2 separate regions of the Danio rerio genome follow, and region 1 is linked to region 2. The links are chromatin contacts, called in public HiChIP or PLAC-seq maps. All regions are on one chromosome and are shown on one strand. The core of a region is the stretch at or near the end of the contact, and the rest is flanking DNA. Distances in the headings are between cores, read along the strand shown. Region 1 holds the start of mgst1.1 (microsomal glutathione S-transferase 1.1). Region 2 holds the start of lmo3 (LIM domain only 3).

Region 1 (6,196 bases), core at 2,223-4,722, 100 kb before region 2:
AAAAAATGCTGTCTGCAAAATTGTTACAAACAATTTATTTGTGTTGAATTTAAACAAACAAATTAAATTTAGTAATGTTAAACTTAATTTATTTGTTTAAATTCAACATAAACAAATTGTTTACAAACCCTTAACTTAAAAAAAAAGTTAATTCAAGGAATCATCTTTAATAATTTTTTTCAGTACCTGTAGGGAGGTGTGTGTAAATTATGTAAAATTGGTAAAGTAAATGTTAACGTTTTTGAAGAAGGGTTGGCAAACTGAACAGCAACAACACCACCATGTACTTTGTAATTTTGTATGTTCATTCTGACTTGCACTGCAAATTAAAAACAACAACAACAAAAACTTAAAATTGTAAGACTTGCTGCAGCTTTTATGAGTTGACTCAACTTAAATCAATGCAATGCGACTTTAAAGTCCGCATAAAATCAGAATTTACTTTGTTTATTTTACTAACACACATTGTTAGTCTTAAAGTGAAACTATAACAAAGTTAGTCGGAATAATAAAAAAAATAAAAGGTTTTGCTGTCCTTTAATCAAAATCGAAGCATTTGCTTCTGCTTTGGAATTGCAGTCATCCTTTGGTCATTTCAGTTTGACGCATAGTTATACACAATTGAAGTCAGAATTACTAGCCCTCCTGAATCATTAGCCCCCCTTGTTTATTTTTTCCCCAATTTCTGTTTAACCGAAAGTTTTAATAACTCATTTCTAAAAACCTATTTTATTTTATCTTTGTCATGATGACAGATTGATCTGTAGACAATTAAAAAAAATATGCTGAAAAAATATGCTAAAATGGTTTAGAAAAAAATAAAAACTGCTTTTATTCTCGTCGAAATAAAGCAAATAAGACTTTTTTCCAGAAGAAAAAAAATATTATAGGAAATACTGTGAAAAACCACTTGCTCTGTTAAACATCATTAGGCAAATATCTGAAAAAAATAAATAAATCACCCGAGTGCTAATAGTATTGACTTCAACTTTATTTCTGTTCATAATTCAGGCCTTTTCAAACTGGGAGGACACTGCAATGAGCAAAAATCCAGAGGCGCGAAAGAAGATGCTTCAGACCAATCCCGACGTAGAGCGTGTCCGAAGGTAATGCCAATTCACCAATGTATCCTCTTTCAACCTGTTGGAAACCACTTTAAAGTGACGTTCACTATTGATCCACAGGTGCCATCTGAATGATCTGGAGAACATCATTCCCTTTGTGGTGATCGGTCTTCTGTATGCACTGACCGGTCCAGATCTCTCCACAGCTCTGCTGCACTTCCGGGTGTTTGTAGGCTCTCGTTTCATCCACACCGCGTCATACGTGCTGGCTCTTCCTCAGCCCAGCAGGGGTCTGTCCTGGGTGGTGGGAATGATCACAACCTTCTCCATGGCCTACAGAGTGCTCACCACAGCTCTCTATCTGTAAAGATGCCATTGCATTGCAGTATGCCGCAGAATGGTAGAGGCCAGTTTTGTATTTTTTGATTTTATTGGCTTTATACTTTCTTATTTCACTCTAGTGTATGCAATTGATAATAAAATCTGTGAACATTCAACTGCATTTTCAATTAATATACAGGTATTTGGAAAGAAGCCGCTGTTGTAATGTCAGTTTCTTCTATCAAATGTTTGTTATCAGTCAACAGGTCATTGTCACCATGACTCGGCGTTAAACTGACGTTGCTATCTGTGTTTTTTTAGGAGGCATTCCAAGTGCTCAGACCTGCCTTTCTGTAAAATTTGAACGGGATCATTTCGTTGCATAATTTAGTACTTTACAGAATTTTTAGCAACATCTATCATAGTCTTGTTGGCTTTTCCTAAGGGTGCGCAGAACAGATTGGGTCACTGATTTCTAAATCAAGTCAAAGTTTATTCATGATAATGCAGCACATTCCGCGCTGTTTCGTAAGCTGTTTCATATCTTCAATGAAGTTGCATTCTGTTAATTAGACTGTAATATGGCACAATGCCATTACTCATCATGCCCAAAAGAACACTGTGTGTGTCTTAGGAACAACCAATAATAACTTGACCTCTTGTTGATCATTTGGTATCAGAAGTGGCTCATATGAAAGGCAAAGGCCTCTAGATTATGCTTATTTTACCAAAATAAAATATGATCGAGTCTCGATTTTTAATGATTAAATTTGGACAGTAAGGTCTGAGTTTGCTTAGACAAAAGTAATGTCCAGAACAGAAATAATGTACAGTATAGAATATAAAGTCATGGTGCAGTGGAAATTTTTTTTTTTTATAAATCTTGTATGAATCCCATGAGCTTGGACGACTGCATCCATACATCTCTGCAACGACTCAAATAACAATAAAAACGTCATGTGGAATGGAAAAGAAAGCGTTCTTGCAGGACTCCCAGAGTTCATCAAGATTCTTTGGATTAATTTTCACAGCCTCCTTCTTTTAACTCCAGACATGCTTAATATTGTTCATGTTGGGTGACTGGCCTGGCCAATCCTGGAGCACCAGACCTTCTTTGCTTTTAGGAACTTTGATGTGGAGGCTGAAGTATGAGAAGGAGCGCTATCCTGCAGAATTTGCCCTCTCCTGTGTTTTGTAATGTAATGGGCAACACAAACGTCTTGACACCGCAGGCTGTTGATGTTGCCATCCACTCTGCAGATCTCTCGCATGCCCCTATACTGAATGTAACCCCAAACCATGATTTTTCCTTCACCAAACTTGACTGATTTCTGTGAGAGTCTTGGGTCCATGCTGGTTCCAGTAGGTCTTCTGCACTATTTGTGACGACTGAGATGCAGTTTAACAGATGATTCATCTGAAAAATAATGAATAATAAATAATAAAATAATAATAATAAACAGCTTAAAGTGAAGTTATTGTTTGTTCCTCTTATAACTGGGTTTTGACGACAAGACTTTTGTCAGGTAGTGTATGTACTTTATTAAATTATATCCAAAGTATAGATTCTATCTATCTATCTATCTATCTATCTATCTATCTATCTATCTATCTATCTATCTATCTATCTATCTATCTATCTATACAGTTATTTACTTATTTTAATCAAATTGTTTTAATATTAGATAATTATATATTATATTATAATATAGTTATATATTATTTTTTATATAATTAAACATCGTATTTATTTTAATCTTGTTTCATATTAAATTTATTTCATATTTTTTTATAACTATCTAAATCTATTTTGTGTTGTATTTCACATTAAAATGTTCATTCATTTTTTTTATATATGTTGAAATATTTTAGTAAATAATTACACTTAATTAATAACACGCAATAAGTGGCATTTTGTGTTTTATATAGTTATTTGTTTATTTTTAGACAGTACAGTAAAGCGCTTCAGGGGCTCCGTGCTATGCATGTATTGTGCAAAACAAACATTAGCAATAACAGTTCGCCAGAGTGTCATTATTATTATTATTAGCTATAGTTATGTAGGTTACTTGACACGCCCACCTTCACGCGTTAGTTCAGGAGTGAAAAGCTGTGAAAGCAAAGCAGAGAGGCGACAAAAGGGTGAGAAATGCATCAAAACGCTTATATTTCAGCTTATAATTCTCTCAGTCGTCTTGCTTGTGCACTTTTTGTTATCATTTTTTTCAATATTCACGTTTTTAAACAGGCATCTACACATTTTTGAAGTTCCGGAGAGACCGCCTCTGGCGTCCTAGCTTTACGCTATTGTTTCCATTAAAGTTGCATAAACAAACAAATCGACGAATGAGTGCGAAAACTAGTGAAGTGACAATATTAAACGCCAGCAATGTTAGATGCTTTCAATTCTGCGACGTGAAAAATCAGAAAACAAGCGAATTTGCTTGGTTTCTGTTACAGGACTTTAGGACAGAAACTGAGCTGTAAGCTGTTAATAAAGTACAACGGAATGATTTCTATAGCAGTTAGTCCAATTCTGGTAACGTAAACAAAGTAAATAGGCTATAACTCTAGTTTTATTTTAGAGCTTGAGCTTTGTGATTGAAATGATGCAGAAAAATCCTGTTTAAACTGGCTGCTTTTCTGAAACTTTGTAACCTATAGCTGCCAAGTGTGGTTTTTTCTAAACTGGTAAAACTGGCTGTGTGCAGTATAGAAGTTATGCAAGATCTGTAGTAGTCAGTATCAGGTATGAAATGATGCATCTGTGAGACTGTTGCATGCGATTTTCTGCATTAAAAGCAATGCAAATGAATAATGTTTGTGTAATTTATTGTTTGGTGTTTATCTGCAGTTTAAACTAAGATGGCAGAAGTTGTGCACATGATCGACAGTGAGGTCTTTCTGGCCTTCTCCACATACGCAACCATAGTCATCCTCAAAATGATGCTCATGAGCCTCATGACCTCTTACCTGCGATTGACAAAACAGGTACACTTTATTTTTGTCCTCAATTTATTGACACGACTTTGTGAATTGTTGAACTAAATTACGTTACAAATGTCCGCGGGATTGTAAAATGTATTAAAAGTTGATGAATCATTATAGAGAAATTTAATGCCATTAAAAAGTCTTAAATGCTATTTAATAAGATATTACATTTTATAAAATTTTAGATGATGCAATGTATGCTAAAGTTGGCCCGAATTAAATCTGCGAATATCAGGATCCTCTGTAGTTTATAAAATCAATGAAATCCTGGTAGATTTGACATCATGCTGCTTTGTTTACTAAGACAACACCATTATTTTGGCAGTTCTTTATGTGCTGAATTAATTTCTTACATTAATACTTAGTATATATACAGTATGTTAAAATCTTGTCAGTGTTTCCAGTTGAAAAGTGGTTATAAGGTCTTAAAATGTATGGAAAAAGTATTTAAAAAGGTCTTAAAAGGTATTGAACTTCACTCTCTAATTCCTGTATTTACTCTGAAACCTGATATTGAGGCACAAAGTAGAAATATTAGATCAAATGTTCAGATAAAGCCCATAAATACTCCAGAAAAGTGGACAAAACCAAGATGGACTAAAACAGATGTAAACTATTTGTGATTTGACCTACTAAAACACCTTAATACCAGGAGTAAACAACACCTTAAAAGGAAAATTTCCACATCTTTTAGGATTTTCTTTGTACTGTTGATCACAAAAGAAGATATTTTGAAGAATGTTGTAAAAAAAAAGTCATCTACGTCCACTATAGGAACAAAAAATACTATTAAAGTCAATAGTTGTTTCTCTCTTCAACATTTTTTCAGTATTCAATGTTCATTGTTCAGAAACTCAAATTCTAAACAAGTGGTGGATGTGTAAATGTTGGCAGTATTTACATTTTTGTGTGAACTATCCCTTTAATGATGCCATTTGTTCAGGTCTTCTCCAACTTGGAGGACACCGCCATGGCAATAGCAGAAGACAAGAAAAAACTGGTTAGGACTGATCCAGATGTGGAAAGAGTGCGACGGTAAACTTCTATTTGTTAAACTGCACAATCACTGGGTGATCTCCTCCTCATGTTTTTGTTCTTGAATCCCAGATGCCATCTGAATGACCTGGAAAGCATCGTTCCTTTTGTGGTGATCGGTCTTCTGTATGCACTGACGGGGCCGGTTCTCTCCACTGCTCTTTTGCACTTCCGGGTGTTTGTAGTGTCCCGATTCATCCATACAGTCGCGTACATAATGGCTCTTCCGCAACCTACCAGAGGTGTAGCCTTTGGCGTAGGGCTGCTTACAACTTTATCTATGGCCTACAGGGTGCTCACTACTGCTCTTTTTCTTTAATGAATAACACTCGTTCATATACAGCTCAAGTCAGAATTATTCCCCCCCCCCCTGTTTATTTTTCCCCCCAATTTCTGTTTAACAGAGAGAAGACTTTTTTTCAGCACATTTCTAAACATAATAGTTTTAATAACTCATCTCTAATAACTGATTTATTTTATATTTGCCATGATGACAGTAAATAATATTTTACTAGATAAAGACTCTTCCATACAGCTTAAAGTGACGTTTAAAGGTTTAACCAGGTTAATTGGGTCAACTAGGCAGGTTAGAGTGATTAGGCAAGTTATTGTGTAACGATAGTTTGTTTAGGCAATAAATAAAGTAGCTTAAAGGGGCTTAACAATTTTGACCTTAAAATGGTTTTTAAAAATTTAAATCTGCTTCTATTCTAGCTGGAATAAAACCAATAAGACTTTCTCCAGAAGAAAAGATATTATCTGAAAATTTCCTTTCTCTGTTAAAC
Region 2 (5,740 bases), core at 2,732-5,231:
ACACACAAAAATCATTTACTCACCCTCGTGTCATTACAAGAGCTTCAGTGTTTGGATGAAAAAAAGTAAAACATGCAATGAAAGTGAAACATCCGTAATATCAGCTTTCGCATTCTACGGAAGAAAGGGTCTGGAATGGCACAATGGTGAGTAAATGATGTTAGAATTTATTTTTGGCTGCACTATCCCTTTAAATAGTCGTGCATGTCAACACTTTTGCAGACCATTAAGACTCTTCCATAGCTAACAGAGAGAGAGTTTGCCGCTTCTCTTTTTTTAACATGTGGCCTTGACGATAATTACTTTCAAAAATGATTTGCCAAAAGCGTGGCAGTTGGCCCTCACAGAAAATAAACAAGACAGTGCACCAATTAGTAAGACTGAGGACAGGTGTGAAATTGTTTCAATTCAACTGAGCATTACAATGCAGGGAAAGGAACAGCAGGTAGCCGATCCCTCTAGGGTCATAATTATAGCCTAGAGCAAATATCTGATGCAGTACCATAGGCTTAGACTGTGAACAACTTCTTTCTGCTGTAAGACCATGCTCGTTAAGATGTAGGAACATTCAATGAAAACGAGGCAAGGGATAATGATGATTCCTTCGACCTCACTGGCGTTTTTATGATGCTTTATTTTGAGTTTATTCAAAGGCGAGGGCTTGATGAGGGGAAAACAGCAAGGAGGCACATCAGACAGGTAGCACCGCCGCACTGTTTGTCCCATTGTGTTTAAGCTGTTGAGCTTTTAATTGGCTGGATTGGATTGTAAGAGAAGCACACGGCTGATTTCCTCTGCTATGCGTCCTTGTTCAGTCCCACTCATCCGCACAGCCCTAGCTCGTCTGGTTAACACAACAAAGTCACCGCCTCTCATTACCAAGCTAAAGAAGTTAGAGTTTCGACTCCCCTCCGTCTGCAATCACTGTTAGTCCCAAATGAATCGATTGTGAAACAAACCAACTAGACCTTCTATTCAGAGCTTGGATGCCCAATTCGGTGTTCTCTAATAGGAGTGTGGGATGTTCATGGCCTCATCGATTTTGTTATTTCAAATAGTGAACAAAAGATTATTCTAACACGAGGATTGGGCCAGGGTAGGCATTTTATAAACACAAAAACTAAATGATTTTGCCACTGATGCAGAAAAACTGCCCTGAACCACACTGAGACTGTTTTCTGCACTTAGCATGGTCATTTTAGTTCAAATCATGAACTCATGACTCGTTTGAACAAGTTCTTATTAGTGAATCGGAATCATATAGTTCGATTCTAGATTCAGGTTTCGTTTTCGTGAATATGAAACATACCGGTTGAACAGTACAGCCTAAATCCAAATCGAGTTACCCTTATGAGTCGGTTGTTTTTAGTGAATCCGAGACATGCAGTGCTAATAGTGTAGTTTGACTTTTGAACAAATGACTCTTGTGAGCCGATTCTTTTTAGCGATTCAAAATTAGGGAATCATTGGAGCTTTTCCTGGAGTAACATGACGGTTGGTTGAACTTCTGTTATTATTACTTTCGTTATGTTCCACTTGAAATTAAGAAACAATTATAACAGTGTAATAGCCCATTTAAAGCTTGTGAGGTGTAATACTTACCGAATGTCATTTATTTTTATTATAGGGGTATTTTTATAATCAGTATCAGGCTTGGTTTTATTTTACTAAATGGATTAAGCCTTGTCACAGTTTTTTGTTACGTCACAATTTTTATTTAGCATCTTTATATTGGTTAAACACGTCACATTTGACTGCATTTCTGCAGCTCTGAAACGTGACATCTCATAAAGTCTGTATAAACGCATCTTTGGAAAGAACTACAATACATTTCTTATATGTTATATAAGTTTATATAAGGTTTAGCCTATATAAAATCTGCATGGATCTCATGGTTTGGCAATAGATGTCTAAGCAAAGTAAATACAATACGAAGCTCAGTTCAGCATTTCTTCATCAGGAGTGCTAAAAGCAGCATTAACGGAACGGGATCGTTACGCACGAAAGAATTCGCAACTAAAATCGTTTATGTGCTACTCATCCCTATAGGCCCGGGACATTGGTGTCTTTTTTGTCTTTGCTCACTCAGATATTTCATCATGTCCCGTTCGCATAGTGATGCTCTTTGTGCGCTTCCCTGTTCGCGGATACTGATGGGGGAAATTTCGAGGCGAGACTTGGCAAACACCGGGCGCAAAGTACCAATTTGATTTCACATCACAGCTGCGCGAGCCGGAGATGCTGACATTTCACCCTCTTATCAGTTTAATTACTGTTGCCATGGCAGCCTAGTGCACGGAAAAGGCCAATAAGATTTGCAGCTTGCAAAACGACGAAATGAAACCGCTAACGTGTTAGAAACGATGATACGCGGCGACTCACCACAGCCCGTTATTTACAATTGTCTAAGCAAACCACGAAAATTCACACCGGGGAAATGAGACAAATGCGTCGGCTCGGTCAAATGCAGCTGCACAGCGACAAAACTACGCATGGAAACATCCCAAGTACTCAGCCACTCGTTTAACCAAACCATCACACACACACTGATATGATGCAAAACGCAGCTCTTACCGAAACTTTTCTCCCTTTTCTGCATTGGTTGACCCGCTTCGGCTCCCAGAAACACCATGCAACAAGACGAGGCGCGAGCCAAAGATGCGCGTGAAGTGAGCAGCTGTATGCGCGCGAGGGTGCTTCGCTTTTGTTACAAGTAACAATCCAGCTCGCTCCGGCAGAAAAGAGTGAAAACGACGAAAACACCAATCAACAAAACACGGGAGGGAGAAAGAAAGAGCGAGCGAGCCGCTATCGCTCAGCGCCACACGCTGTTAAGACTCCGTTTGTCACAACAGTGCTCGACTATGAAATTAGATCGACCAGCAGCCGTGGCGAGGCAAGTGGCGGCGAACAAATGACAGCGGATGACAAAGGCATATGCTTTACCCCTTCGCGCGCGCCGTAATCTTATAATCCTATCGTGCCTCTCGCTATTCGCCTATTTCAGTGCGCTACAGTAAAAGGCACGAAGTTGGATGTATACAAGAGACAACATGCAGGAACTCGCATATACTAAAACGCAATCAAGCATTCATGAACTGCATATCTTCTGATTCGTGCCACATTTTTAGGATATAAACACGGATGCAACCCAACAGCTTTCGCAATCTCTTTCAAGCTCTAGAAATGCACCAAGTTCCTCTTATTCAATAACTTTTGTGTTAATAAACTACATGCATCAATCCCATGTTACAGTTTTAAGCATATATCACGTTTTCTGTGGTTTGTCACTGAAGTCACAGAGGAATAATTTGTTTTGTTTGTTTATAAAATATTTCAGTTTTCTTATAAAACATTGAACAATTTAATAATATGAATGCTTATTTACTACTATAACAAACCTTTTGTGGAATGGAAAGGTTACGTGTAAGTTAGACGCTTTTCATTAAACCACTGATGCCCATAATGAACCCATATTTACTCTGAATATCTGTTGTTAGTTCCTGTCATGCAGACAGATTGTGTAAAAACAATCGTTTTGTGCATGCTCCACAATGTGCATACATGACAACACACCTGGCTTTTTGCAGGATTAGTTTATTCTGAAATTAATTGAATCACGTGCACAAATGATCCGACGCATGCAAACCTGAAGCTTAAACACTAACGATAAAAGCAACCCCTGTTCATTAAGCAGTACGTGTATTTAACTCCAAAAGAAATACAAGAAATGCGTTCGGTAAAGACAATTAAAGCGGCGCACACTCACCTTCTTGACCAAGTTACGCAGAAGGTTAAGTTAGGATAGCACCGACTCCAACTCAATATTCCTCGGAGCAAAAGTTCACGAATCTGACATTGCACCGCGGATAAGAGTGATCTTCAGGTTAAAAATAATGAGGTCCACATGGATCATCTACGAGTAGTTGTTCGCACCAAAAGCTACAGGTGTTCTCGCGCGAGCCGTCATGTATTGAGTATTCTGAGAAGGCTCACAACAACTTGCCCATCAGTGAGTGAGGAACGAGGAATAGTGAAGCCTAGCTTTATTATCTTCAAACCCAATCCCTCACCAGTGAGACATTACACGAGGAGGAAAAGGTCATTCGGTTATTACCGACAGCCGGAGTAACGGAGCGCGCGCTCGCTAACACAAACTTAATGCGCACCTCTCTGAGACGCGCGCGAAAACATGCTATGAGCTCTGTACTACACGTTTACACACACACACTCTCTCTCTCTCTCTCTCTGTCACTCTTTGTTTTAGCAGCTAGGCAACAATTTCGTGCTGCTACATAGTGAGAGCAGAATAGGTCTGATTAATAAAACATTTATGCATGCATATGCATGTCTGTCAGTATATGGACAGCTGTTTGTGCACGTGCGTCTGTTTTACTCTTAATTATCCTAATGCAAGCAAACACACTCTGAGAAAAACAAAAAGAGATTCCAATTACATCAACAACAACAACAACAAAAATGCTTTTACGCATTAGTGCCTTTATCAAGAACCTTGAGTGTCACAAATAACTTTTATTTCTGCGTTTAGTTTGAAAAACAGGCATATAAGATGCTGCAATGGAGTTAAAGTGCTTGTAGAAAGTGCATATAATTTAACATATTATGAAGAATGTAGGATTTGATGTCAGAATAAGGAAAACCTAATATCAATTTTTTTTAATCTACAAAAAAGCTCAAAATGGCTAAAACATACCAAAAACAAACGTTGAGGCACTCAGTTTCCATAAATGCGCAAACTCATTCATTTGGACTTCTACAGCATTCTTAAGCACATCATTTTGAAATCTTTCAATATGTCAGTCTCCTATTGAATCAGCACACCCAATTCATTCAGTATTCAGTGATTAATAATAGTTTGTATACTGTGCTTGAACAGACCAAATTAATCATAGGAGCCATTTAGGGTAATTTGAAAAACACATGCTATTCCCTAACTTTTGTCTTGTATGTACCTCCGCACTCCAATTGATTTGCCTCAAATACCAAACCATGTTCTTATTAAACTCATATTACATTTGATTTCATTTAGCATGGACATTATGCATTTTAAAGTCACTTAATATATCAATACTGCTGGTGCTTTTTGAAATGTGTGTGCACATGATGTAGCTCATTGTGTTTCCTATTCTAAATCTTTTCAGGTGTCCCTGGTGCCTATTATACACCCTTGGGGTCAGTATTTGTAATCACTAGAAATTTAAGAGTCAGATTATTTTTTGACTTCAACATGCTAATTATTCACAAAAGTGAAAACATACCAATGAAGAGAAGAGTGTAAAAAGCACATCATGTTGTATGTAATAACACATTTAAAATAGCCTTTTCAGTTCTTAATCTGATGACCTCTGCAAAAACCTACAGAATCTAGCACTTTGTGTGTGAGATCTCTTTCTCCAGCAATCACATTATTGGTTCATCTGCACCCGTTGAGGCCTAAATCAAACTGTATTAGCCAGATACACAATACATATTTTCGATAACTGAAGATAAACTGGCACGCACAGTATGTGATTGCTGTCCACTTGCTATAAGTCCATAAATATCAGGACAAAACTTGTAACTGTGTATTCATGTGTGAGAGAGAGATTAATAATTTTCACTGTTTTCACAGTTTTTTTTCTCCACAGTCTGTTTCTAAAGCTATTCCTCGCCCATTGGTTACACCTGTTCACTCTAATTAGCACTGCTTGATGCCCATGTTGCCGAGGTAGGATGAATC

The links. HiChIP or PLAC-seq counts read pairs in DNA pulled down with a chosen protein or histone mark.
Region 1: a contact with region 2 is called in an H3K4me3 HiChIP or PLAC-seq map of embryo, with 3 times the contacts expected there. The contact joins the promoter of mgst1.1 here to the promoter of lmo3 in region 2. A contact is called at or near these places in 2 of 4 datasets of contacts at active chromatin or transcription factors (embryo and gastrula embryo).

The regions. Positions count from the first base shown.
Region 1 is chr4:13,289,352-13,295,547 of GRCz12tu, reverse strand. It overlaps mgst1.1 (microsomal glutathione S-transferase 1.1), which reads left to right and starts at 3,472. Exons shown (of 4, transcript NM_001005957.1): 1 at 3,472-3,527; 2 at 4,240-4,376; 3 at 5,320-5,411; 4 at 5,484-6,196. The coding sequence starts at 4,251. The coding sequence ends at 5,730. It overlaps mgst1.2 (microsomal glutathione S-transferase 1.2), which reads left to right. Exons shown (of 4, transcript NM_001002215.2): 3 at 1,012-1,106; 4 at 1,185-2,859. The coding sequence ends at 1,431.
Region 2 is chr4:13,188,030-13,193,769 of GRCz12tu, reverse strand. lmo3 (LIM domain only 3) reads right to left here and starts at 3,981. Exons shown (of 4, transcript NM_001020739.2): 1 at 3,770-3,981. The region is part of intron 2 of LOC141381601 (a long non-coding RNA gene); the gene reads left to right.